Regions from separate parts of the Arachis hypogaea genome. Here region 2 is linked to region 1. A link is a contact called in public Hi-C data. All regions are on one chromosome and are shown on one strand. Each heading gives the region's core, a stretch centred on a gene start, on an enhancer-like site or on the middle of the called end of the contact. The rest is flanking DNA. Distances are from core to core; before and after follow the strand shown. Region 1 holds the start of LOC112734933. Region 2 holds the start of LOC112732282 (membrane protein PM19L).

Evidence for each region. Hi-C and Micro-C count contacts between places; a contact is called where the count stands out from the background.
Region 2: a Hi-C map of an unstated tissue shows a contact between it and region 1, with 7 times the contacts expected there. The contact joins the promoter of LOC112732282 here to the promoter of LOC112734933 in region 1. A contact is called at or near these places in 2 of 8 Hi-C or Micro-C datasets (leaf and an unstated tissue).

Annotation. Positions count from the first base shown.
Region 1 is chr13:69,820,491-69,825,672 of arahy.Tifrunner.gnm2.J5K5, forward strand. It overlaps LOC112734933, which reads right to left and starts at 2,026. Exons shown (of 1, transcript XM_025784460.1): 1 at 1,136-2,026. The coding sequence starts at 2,026. The coding sequence ends at 1,136. It overlaps LOC112732280 (putative ALA-interacting subunit 2), which reads right to left. Exons shown (of 9, transcript XM_072212027.1): 9 at 4,801-5,024. The coding sequence ends at 4,970.
Region 2 is chr13:70,019,605-70,024,786 of arahy.Tifrunner.gnm2.J5K5, forward strand. LOC112732282 (membrane protein PM19L) reads right to left here and starts at 3,035. Exons shown (of 4, transcript XM_025780951.3): 1 at 2,711-3,035; 2 at 1,772-1,991; 3 at 1,619-1,664; 4 at 816-1,115. The coding sequence starts at 2,840. The coding sequence ends at 1,026. LOC112732283 (a long non-coding RNA gene) reads left to right here and starts at 4,454. Exons shown (of 3, transcript XR_003167944.3): 1 at 4,454-4,800; 2 at 4,984-5,152.

The DNA.
Region 1 (5,182 bases), core at 776-3,275:
CAGGCCCATCCCTTTTAAGGCGAATAGGTTTCCAGAAGCCATGATCAACTGCCGCATTAATAAGCTGAGAGAGCCTTTCTATACAGAGGACAAAAATATAAGGGGAGATGGGGTCTCCTTGACGAATGCCTCTAGAAGGAGTAAATTCATCAAGTTCTTCACCGTTCCATAAAACTCTCATTCTGGCTGTAGAAATGCAATGAAGAATAAGATTAACCATCTGAGAAGGAAAACCAATATCCTTGAGCGTGTCTTCAACAAAACTCCACTTGAGCCTATCATAAGCCTTCTCCAAATCAATTTTGATAGCCATCCAGCCTCTCGAACCCTTTTTTATTTCTCATTGAATGAATCACCTCCTGAGCAATAATAATATTGTCAGAGCTTTGTCTACCTGGAACAAAACTACATTGGGTGGGCTGGACAATATTGTTCATGAGCTTCCGCAGTCGATTAGCAATAATCTTGGTAACCACTTTATAAGTGACATTACAAAGACTGATGGGGCGCATTTGCTTGAGGCTGGTAACCGAGTCAGATTTAGGAATACGGGTGATAAGGGTTTCATTAATTTTCCCAACTTTCTCTGGCTCCACAAAAATTTGTTGTACCAAGGAGCACAGATCAGTTCCAACACGATCCCATTGACTTTGATAAAAAACAGCTTGGAGGCCATCTCTTCCCGGTGCTTTAAAACTTCCCATATTAAAAATAACTTCCTTAATCTCCATATTAGAAACCATGCTGCCGATCTGGTTGAGCTCTTCACTACTAACGTTAGGGAATGAATTACTGAGAACAAAAGGAACATCAGGCAAGGAGTCCTTATAAAGATCCACAAAAAAATTCTTAGCTAAGTCTTCTAATAACTTTGGCTCAGTGATCAAATTACCAAAATCATCAATGAGGGAAGTTACTTTATTCCTTCTTCTCCTAACCATAGTTGAGCCATGGAAAAATTTTGTGTTTCGGTCACTAAATTCAATCCACTTACATCTTGATTTTTGAAACCAAAGTAATTCTTCATGAGTCAGAACCTCCTCATATTCTTCCCAAAACTGATTCTGAAGGTTCTCCAGAAAATAATTACGATTAAAACTAGTAGCCAAACTGGAAGCAATACCTTGAAGCCTTCTCAAGAGTGTTCTTTTCTCTTGAAAATATCCCCAAAAATATTTGTATTCCAATCTTTTAAAAAATTTTTAAAGCTGATAACACCACTGTTCCAAGAAGAAGAGACATCCCAGGAATTAGAAACCAAATTTGAAAAATCCGGGTGCGCCAGCCAAGCCGCAACAAACCGAAAAGGCCTCCGATTCCTATTTTGAAAGGAAGTAGTGTGTGGTTGCAGACAAATAAGAGAGTGATCAGAATTAAAATTGGACAAGTGCCTCACGGTGCCCTCAGGGAACGATAATTGCCACTCCAAATTGCTCAACCCTCTATCCAATCTCTCAACAATGTTACCTCTTCTCCAAGTAAAAGGCCAACCCACAAAACCCAGATCAATAAGCCCACAGTCTGAGATACAACTCTGAAAATCAGAACAAGCACTATGAACAACATTAGTAGAGCCTCCCCTTCGTTCATAATTGTGGAGCATAGCATTGAAATCACCTAGAAAACACCAAGGAATGGTAATATTACCCGCCAGGGATCGCAAATTACTCCAAAGGATTCTTCTGTTAACGCGATGGCGGCTACCATACACCGCAGATAGGAGCCAGGGGGTCGAGTCACCACCAACAACCTTGAGATGCACCATCTGGCTATTATGATCCAGGACATCAATCTTCCAAGTACCAGAGTCCCAGAGGCACCAGATCCCACCAGATCTGCCATTAGCTTCAACAATGAAAGAGCTATCGAACCCTATATTATTCCTAATCCGAACGCCACGCGACCCACTTATCTGAGGCTCTAACAGAATAATGAAATTAGCACTATATTCTTTTCTGAGGTCTCTAATAAGAGAGTGGAAAAATTTACTACCGACACCCCGACAATTCCAACAGATAACATTCATTATAACAAGCAAAAAAGGATAGGGGAGTCACCAGCGACAACGTTACACCTGGGTATGAGACCCTAACTTGCCATTCTGCTTACCAATGGATAAATTCCCCTCTTTGATTTTTCTACCACCAGAATCAGTCATACTCTCATCTGGGGGCCTATCGAGATCTTTCCCTAGACTCCGCACAGCCTCTATTTCCATATGAGAGTCAGAGGAGCTTGCATTCATCAGTAGAGGATTATTCCTCACCACAAAACCTTCACGACCTGTAGCAACTTGCTTCATAGCAACAAAAGCCTCATTCTGCTCTCTTTGAAGTTTTCGCATATACTCTATCACTACCCCTTCTATATCATTAGTTTCACGAGACTTCTTCGTAGGAGACACGGTGACAATGCTCTTGGAAGCTTCAGGAGAGGAGGAAGGATTCTTGATGATCATTTTAGGATTAGGCTTTAACCATTTTTCAGATCCTTGTGGCCCAACTTTATTAAAGGGGCCCATTTTACCACTTTGTGGATTTTTACCTGCACCAACCTGTAAGACTTTTTTTTGAATGATTTGACTCTTATTATTCACTATTAAGGCCTTTGAGGCCTCGGGCCCACTTGAAGCTATAATGGCTTCCTCTTGCATGGAATTCTTAGCCAAAGAATTTATTCCTTCCTCATTCAAAGTAATAAAACGTGAGCCATTAGCATTGGTGGGCATATCTTCCTCATATTCTCTTTCCTGATTATTAGGTAGATCTTGACCAATCATGCCTCCAATCTTTCCTTGATTATTCATGCCCTTATTCCGCCTAAAGTTACGTTTAACTAACATCCATGGCCCAAAATCAGGGAAAATTTGATTCCCTTGATTACCACCGCTAGAATCTTGCTTCTTTCCATTTTGGTTCTCAGTCTCGACGGATGGTGGATCTTCGGAAACCATAGTGTTCCCTTCCGCGCCAGCTTCATGGCCCGCGGTCTTACCCACCGGCTCATCAGTGCACAAATCAGACCTGTGACCATACTTGCCGCAGGAGAAGCAAATTTGGTGCAGTCCTTCATATTCAATATAGAGTTCTGATCCAAGAACCGAGATCCTAGGGACAAGTTTTTTAGCAAGATCAATTTCGACACAAATCCTAGCAAAGCGTCCTCTAGAATGGATTGAGGTTGACCGGTCAATTTTGAGCATGTGACCAATAGTAGACCCAACTCTCCATAGAAATTTCTGGTTATAGAGCTCAATAAGGAGGTTTGGTATCCGAATCCAGGCAGCAATTTTCTTCACTGATTTCTCAGATTCCAAGAAAAAAGGTCGCCATCTTTGCACAATGAGATAGTGTCCGGCAATCATCCAAGGTCCTTCCATTAAAGCATGAGACTAGTCTTCCGCATCTGCAAAGTGAACCAAAAAATAATCACGATCCATATCAATAACATTAATAGAGCCCTTCTTACCCCAGTCTCTCTTTAAACGTTGTTCCATAAATCCTAAGCCAACTCTTTTGCCCAAAAGCTTGACATAGAGTGAGGATCTCCATGGTTTACATCACTCGTCGAACTCTTCCTTCGAAATAGGAATGGTGGGACAAGGATTGAACGGTTCCTCTTCATGGGTGTCTTTATCCGCATCTTGGTACCATCTATTCTCTGGATCCGGTATGTCTTCATTAACCTCTTCCATGTCAATATGCTCATCCTCAATGATAGAGCCCGCTACGGTGAGGAGCGTATCCTTATACGAGATTTTGGAAGCTTCCGACTTATTTCCATCACAAGGACCAGTAACTTCCATGTCCTCGCTTGGTTGATTAGGATCAATGCTGGCACGCGTTTTCACTTTTTTGGTGCTACGCTACACCAAGTCTTCTTCTTGCTTAGAAACCGTAGCAGAGCCTTCCTTAGTCATTTTTGTCTTAACTCTTGACAAACTATTTCTCTCTTTAGCTATTATAGTCGTAAATTGAGTGATTAGAAGTGAAAAAAAAAACTTATTGAGTAATTATTATTCACATAATTTCAAATTATTGAGTTATGTGCAGATTTTTGAAGAGGGTGAGAAAAACTTGGTTACAAAAATAACTTATTAGTCTAATATTTTTTATTTAACTTTTATAAAATAAAAAAAATACATTACTTTTTATATGTTGGATTTAAATTGAGGAAAAAAAAATTAATAATAAGCCGAAAATTATATTGTTCTAATCAACGTATATTAATTATTTTTGAACAACAACATAAACAAAACAGTGTACAAACAAGTACTTTTGTACCAAAACCTTTTTTAAAAAGTTAAATAACGATAAATTTTTTTCTTTGAAATACAAGTTGTAATTTTACTTTATATTATTCGAGACTAATTAGGACTAAAATTTTAATATAGTAGAAACTAATTTCTTAGTCTAAATGTTTTGGAACTAATATTTTTTTTAGCTTCCACAACTATAAATGAATCCATCACATTTAAAGATTCATTTAAAGATTTGTCATTAGTCAATAAATTGCTACATATACATAAAGAAATTCGAATCCCCAACAATTATTTAAATGGACTAGTAAATACTAGACCAACCCATGGTTTTTTTGGAACTAATTTATGTTATCAAAATGATTAAGAATCAAATTAAAACTTTACTTTTATTACTATTAGTTATTCTAGCGAACACAAAATATATGGAAGGTGAATATAATTACTTTTTTAAGTAAGACATGGGCATTTTGATGAAGAGTAATATAACCCAGTGTTTTTCACTTTTTCTCTTAAGTTTATCATCTACTGAATACCCTCTCTATTTCAATTTATCTTTCTCTTAAAAATTTGATTCAACCAAAAGAATGTTAACATTTCAATAAAATTCAACATGAACAGATAGAAATCTCGAGATCGTTATTGCACTCCGGCATATAGTATAGTCATCCTTTAGGAAAAATAGTACCTATCTCGAATAAGTGTGCCTTATCAGCTGGAACTGCTTTTCTTGTTCCAAGATGTGTACATTGCGTCTCCATAAGGTCTGCCCAAAAAAAGGAAAAAAAACAAAAAAAAAAAACAAATGAAACAGCATTAAAATCTATCAGCAATCCCGAAGTTTGGTGGAATCATCATTCAGAAACCCTCATCACTCATGATTTACACAATCCCATTATTTTTCTTGTAAGTCAGAAACTTTAA
Region 2 (5,182 bases), core at 1,785-4,284, 200 kb after region 1:
CCTATCCTCTATTGCCACACCTGGACTCCACCGTTTGACATGGATCACGAATTGTTTAAACAGCCATGGTGATCCTCCTTCCACCCTTAGTAAATCAGCTTCTCTTTCGAAAATAAACAAATATATATTATCACCATGGGCTTTAATTTTGAATCCGTTCGGATAATTTCATATCACAAAAAAGACTGCTTCAATTGTGTCAATTCCAAATTTTCTATCCGTTATAATCCTCCCTATGAGACTTTTTGGATCCATCTTTTATCCATTCCTTCACATCTCCATCCTCCAAGAACACCACTTTCTTCTCTTCTCCCTTTAACCGATCTGTTTTTTCTCTATGATTTAGTGAAAGAGCCATTAGTGGTAGGTCAGAATCTATTTATTTTGCACTACTCACTCCCTCAATCACACGTAATTTACTACTGACAAGAAAATCCTCGTAGCGCACATCTATCACAAACCTTAACAGGGTACATATTTTCTTTTATATAACATTTATTTATTTTTATCAAAAATCTAAAAAGTTTTATTGATGAAATAACTAGCATCCTAATTTAGTAGAATAGACGTGACAAATTTTATCATTGCGTACGAAATGACGACCCCAATCATATTTAACACCCTTCGGAACTTTTATTTTTCGTTCTATCATGTACTAGTTACATTAGTTAGTATAAAATATTTTATTTGACCATTTAGCCAAGTGGAAATATTTGCAACTGCCCAAAAAATTAAACAAGCTAGTAACACTTAAACCAAAGGATAACTCTTTTCAATCTATGCCATGTTTGTTGGGGTTAAAAATAGAGTGAAAATTTGCAACAAAGGAAAAATGGTTCAAATAATTTTATTCTTAGTCTTTGTACACAACTTATTCTCAATATACACAAATTCAAATCCAAATCCAATCATGTAAATTACATCACAAATTAAATAGGAAGACTTATTAGACAGACAAAAAAAAAATTGGATGGAAAAACAATATGGAGAAAGCACGCCAACCAACACACAATAAGCTATCAAGTTTATCTCCTCAATGAAGCAGCACCATGAATAGCAGCAATGTAGAAAAGCTGTGTAGCTGAAAGGATAATTAGAAAAGCCTCCATTGTTTTCTGCAAAATTGGACATACCAAAGCTCTTATGCTTCAAGAACGTGGCAGTAAATACTTCCATTTTGTTTTATTAAATCATTGCCTAATTTTAAATGTTTAAATGAATTTAAAATAATTTAAAGGTATTAAAGTAATGAGAAAATAAAATATATTTATAAAATTAGTTTAAATAATTTTATTTTATCTATTGTTTAACGATATTATTTTTATCTGTCACGTGTTATACTAAACAAATGTATAAATGAAAAGAAAAATAAAAAGATTATATTATCTAAATTTTTTAAATAGATAATTCATCTTTAGAAAATGAAAGACATGTTTAATTTTCATTTTCATTTTCAATATTTTTTATTTTAAAAAAATTATAAAGAAATAAAATTTAATGAAATTATATTTTCTATTTTTATATTTTTTTCAAAATTGGAAACATAAAACATTAAAATTAAAAATAAAAAGAATACACCAAACGTATATCCTATAATTTCAAAATTTTTCTTTTTTACCAGGCGGGCATTTCTGATGTTTAGCTCAATCTCTTTGCAAGCAAAGCTGCATACACCATATACCATAAAACTCAGCAACTATATATCATGCAACAACATAAACAAATTTATCTATTATTCAATTCTATTCTTATGAGGAAGTTAAGAGATTACCCCATGGCAAGAAGTGTGAGGGTCCATGCAATGGTGGCAACGGAAGCCGCAGATGGCAAGCTCTCTGAAGTCCATGATCGGATGTGATTGATTCCTGAGATGACTGATCCAACGCCAACAACTCCAGCTATCAAAGCAAATGTCACAAAGAACCCAGTGGCTGCATTTCCCATTGGGAACTGTATTGGTGAAAAATGTGCTGGAAGTTCAAGTCCTGCACCTGCCATTCATCATGATTTCACACACATAATCATGTTAAATTATGCTCCAATTAGAAACATCACAGCCACACAAGGAATTACAGTGATATTCTTACTTAAAATTGGGGCACGTTTTAAAGGAGATGAAGTCACTTTTTTTTCTAAACAATTTTTTATGAACTCTTTATTTTATCTACTAATTTAAAAATAGTTTTTGGACTCATTTTCAGTTCATATAGAATATCTTTTAAGAAATTTCGTATATTAAAGTTTTATTTTGTACAATAAATTAACATGCACTTCTCTATTATAGTTTGTCAATATGGTAGTAATACATATGTCATTTGAACATACTTATATGTTACATAATGTTCATTGATTTACTTGACAAAAGTGAAATTATTTTCCAATAAATCTATCAATAGACAAATATGCTATAATATAATTTTGAGTTGAAATAAGAACCTAAAAGTAAATAGTTAGTAATTAAAATAGTCTTTGAAAATTTATGTGTTTTAATTTGGTTTTCAAAATTTCAGACACATCAAATTGATTATAAAAGATACAACAGTAAATCAAATAGATTTTTTCGTCAGTTAGATCACGATATGTCACGAAACAATTTATACCCAATGCCATAAATTGTTCAGTGATCAATTTAAACCTTTGATCTCTTGAAATATGCATGCGCAATATTTTAGAGATTATCTTGACTATTTAAAAATAGAAATCACTTTACCTATGACAAAACCATGATCTATAGCTCTGTTCATGGCCCATCCACCAATACCCAAAACTATGACGTACATGCAGAAGTTCAGCCCCAAAAGCAGCGTGGCTACCGGCTTCATTGTTTGCTCGTTTGCCATCTCTCTATTCTTATATATGTAGTTTCGGATAAGGCAAAAGCTGCAAAATTAAAGGGCTAAGTAGAATTTCAGAAGCCTAAAAAGTTGTAGCTACATGTGTTTTGTACCAGGTGATGGAAGCTTATATATGGACTAGCGAATGAAAGGTTTGATTCTTTTCTTGCTAAGGCTGTTTGTGAATAAAACGAAAGGCCCTTGTAGGGTTGTAAAGATGATGCTTCATGCCTCAAGGCAAGATGGAGTAAATATCAAGGTTTTAAAAACCGGATCGGACCGGCTAGTTTAACCAAGTTAATTGAGAACTGTCACTTGGTCGGTCTGGTTGATTTCCAAAATTGTCCTACAAAAAATTAATAAAAAATCGATCAAATTGATAGTTAATCGGTGAACCGGCCGAACTGACTGGATTTTTACAAGTTTCGGTTTTTGATATTCACAAAAAAACGGGGTCGTTTTGACGCTTCGGAAAACAAAAACAAAAAAAAAAAAAACAAAACACATTTCCCATAGCTGACCTAACCCACCCGAAGAGCCACTCACACGTAGCCTCCCTCAACCCTAATTTCCTCTTCCAGTCATCCTCCAAGGAACTTCACCGTCGTGGATCGAAGGTCCTCTGGTCATCGTGGTCTGGTCCTCTGGTCGTTGTCGAAAGCACGGTTTAAAGGTTTCATTGTCATCAAGCAGTTGTTCTGCACTTCTGCTGTCATTGTCGTCGTCGGGCATCAGTTCTGCAGCCGTGAACTCTAGTTTTCTGTGCTCTCTGCCGCGGTGAGTTCTTGGATTTTTGTTTTTTAATTAATTTTTTTTATTCGGTAAATTAACTATATGAATTGGGTTCTTCAGTTCTTAGAGCAACTCCTATAGTAATAAAGGGAGGCTCTATTTTGATACATGGGAAGAAAAAGGCCATTGGAGTAAAAAAATGAGAGAGTCCCTTCACTAGGACCGAAGTCAAGAATCCCTTTATAGAGGGACTTTCACTAGCCAATGATTTTTTGCCATGTGGCAAATTACTAAACAAATTTTTAAAAATATATATATATTACAATATTACATTACATATATGTTTATATTAAATAATTTTGTAATTTTAGATATGGCAATTTGTTAAATAATTATATTAAATAATTAAATTATAATTAATTTATTAATAATTATAGTAATTAATTATATTAAATCATTATATTTTTATTTAATTAATAATTTATATTAATTAAACATATTAATTATTTATATTAGTTATTTAAATTATAATTAATATAAATAATTATAAAAAATTAATATTAAACATTATTTATATTTTTATATTAAATTATAATTAATTAAATTTATTTACATGAAAAATAAATTTAATTTTTACACATTATAAAATAATTTTTGTTAGATTATTTATTTTTATTTAGGTTTAATTACTCTGCAAGTCCCTATAGTTTCACCGAATTTTCAATTAGGTCCCTATACTTTTTTTCTTTTCAATTGAATCTCTATACGTTAAATTTTTTCAATTAAGTCCCTACCGTGACAAAAACGTTTAAGATAACAGAATATTCTTAGTAAAAAATGAATATTCTCTTTTCTGAGATAAGAAACCTCGTTCAGCACACTTCTATATTTTGAAAATTCCAAAAAGACCCTTTTCATTTCACCCCCACCCACGCATCCCTAGCCCTAACCTCTTCACCGAGCTCTCTTCGGATCTGCCGCACGGTCCTGTCTCGCCGCGCCTCCACCTCTCGACATCCCTCTCGTGCCTCGTCCCTTGTATTCTGCTCGTTCTCTCGTGCCTAGTGTGCTCCACTGCTCGTATTCTGCTCGCCGCACCTCTGTCCCTCACTGCGTCGCTCCTACGTGCCTCCGTGCTTCCATGCCTCCCTTGCCGCGCCGCGTCTCCGTCCCTCGCGGCTGGTTTCTCTACCTGAAGTGCTGCTCGTCGTCCACGGTTCTGCCTTTACAATAGGTGATAATTTAATTTAGATTATTTCCAATTTTTTTCTCATGATGGATTCTTTGATGTTGTTTATGTGAATTTTATTGTTGATTAGTTTATTTTGACGTTGTTTAAATGTTGAATTTTGTTTCTGAATTGGTTTCTGAATATGAATATGAATTATTTTTGTTCTTTCTTTCAATTTTCATTCAGCTACTTATGATGTTAGTGTTCAGAACACTTTAAGATATGCATGTGTTCCAGTTTATGGTATCTCAAGATTGAATCTTCTGAGCTATGCCAGTTCATTCCAAATTTATGTGGCTCACTTGGCTGCAATATCAGAGAAGTTATATAGCCAAGCTCATGTTTGTCTACATAGGTAAGTGTATAACTTTCAATGTACATAGTA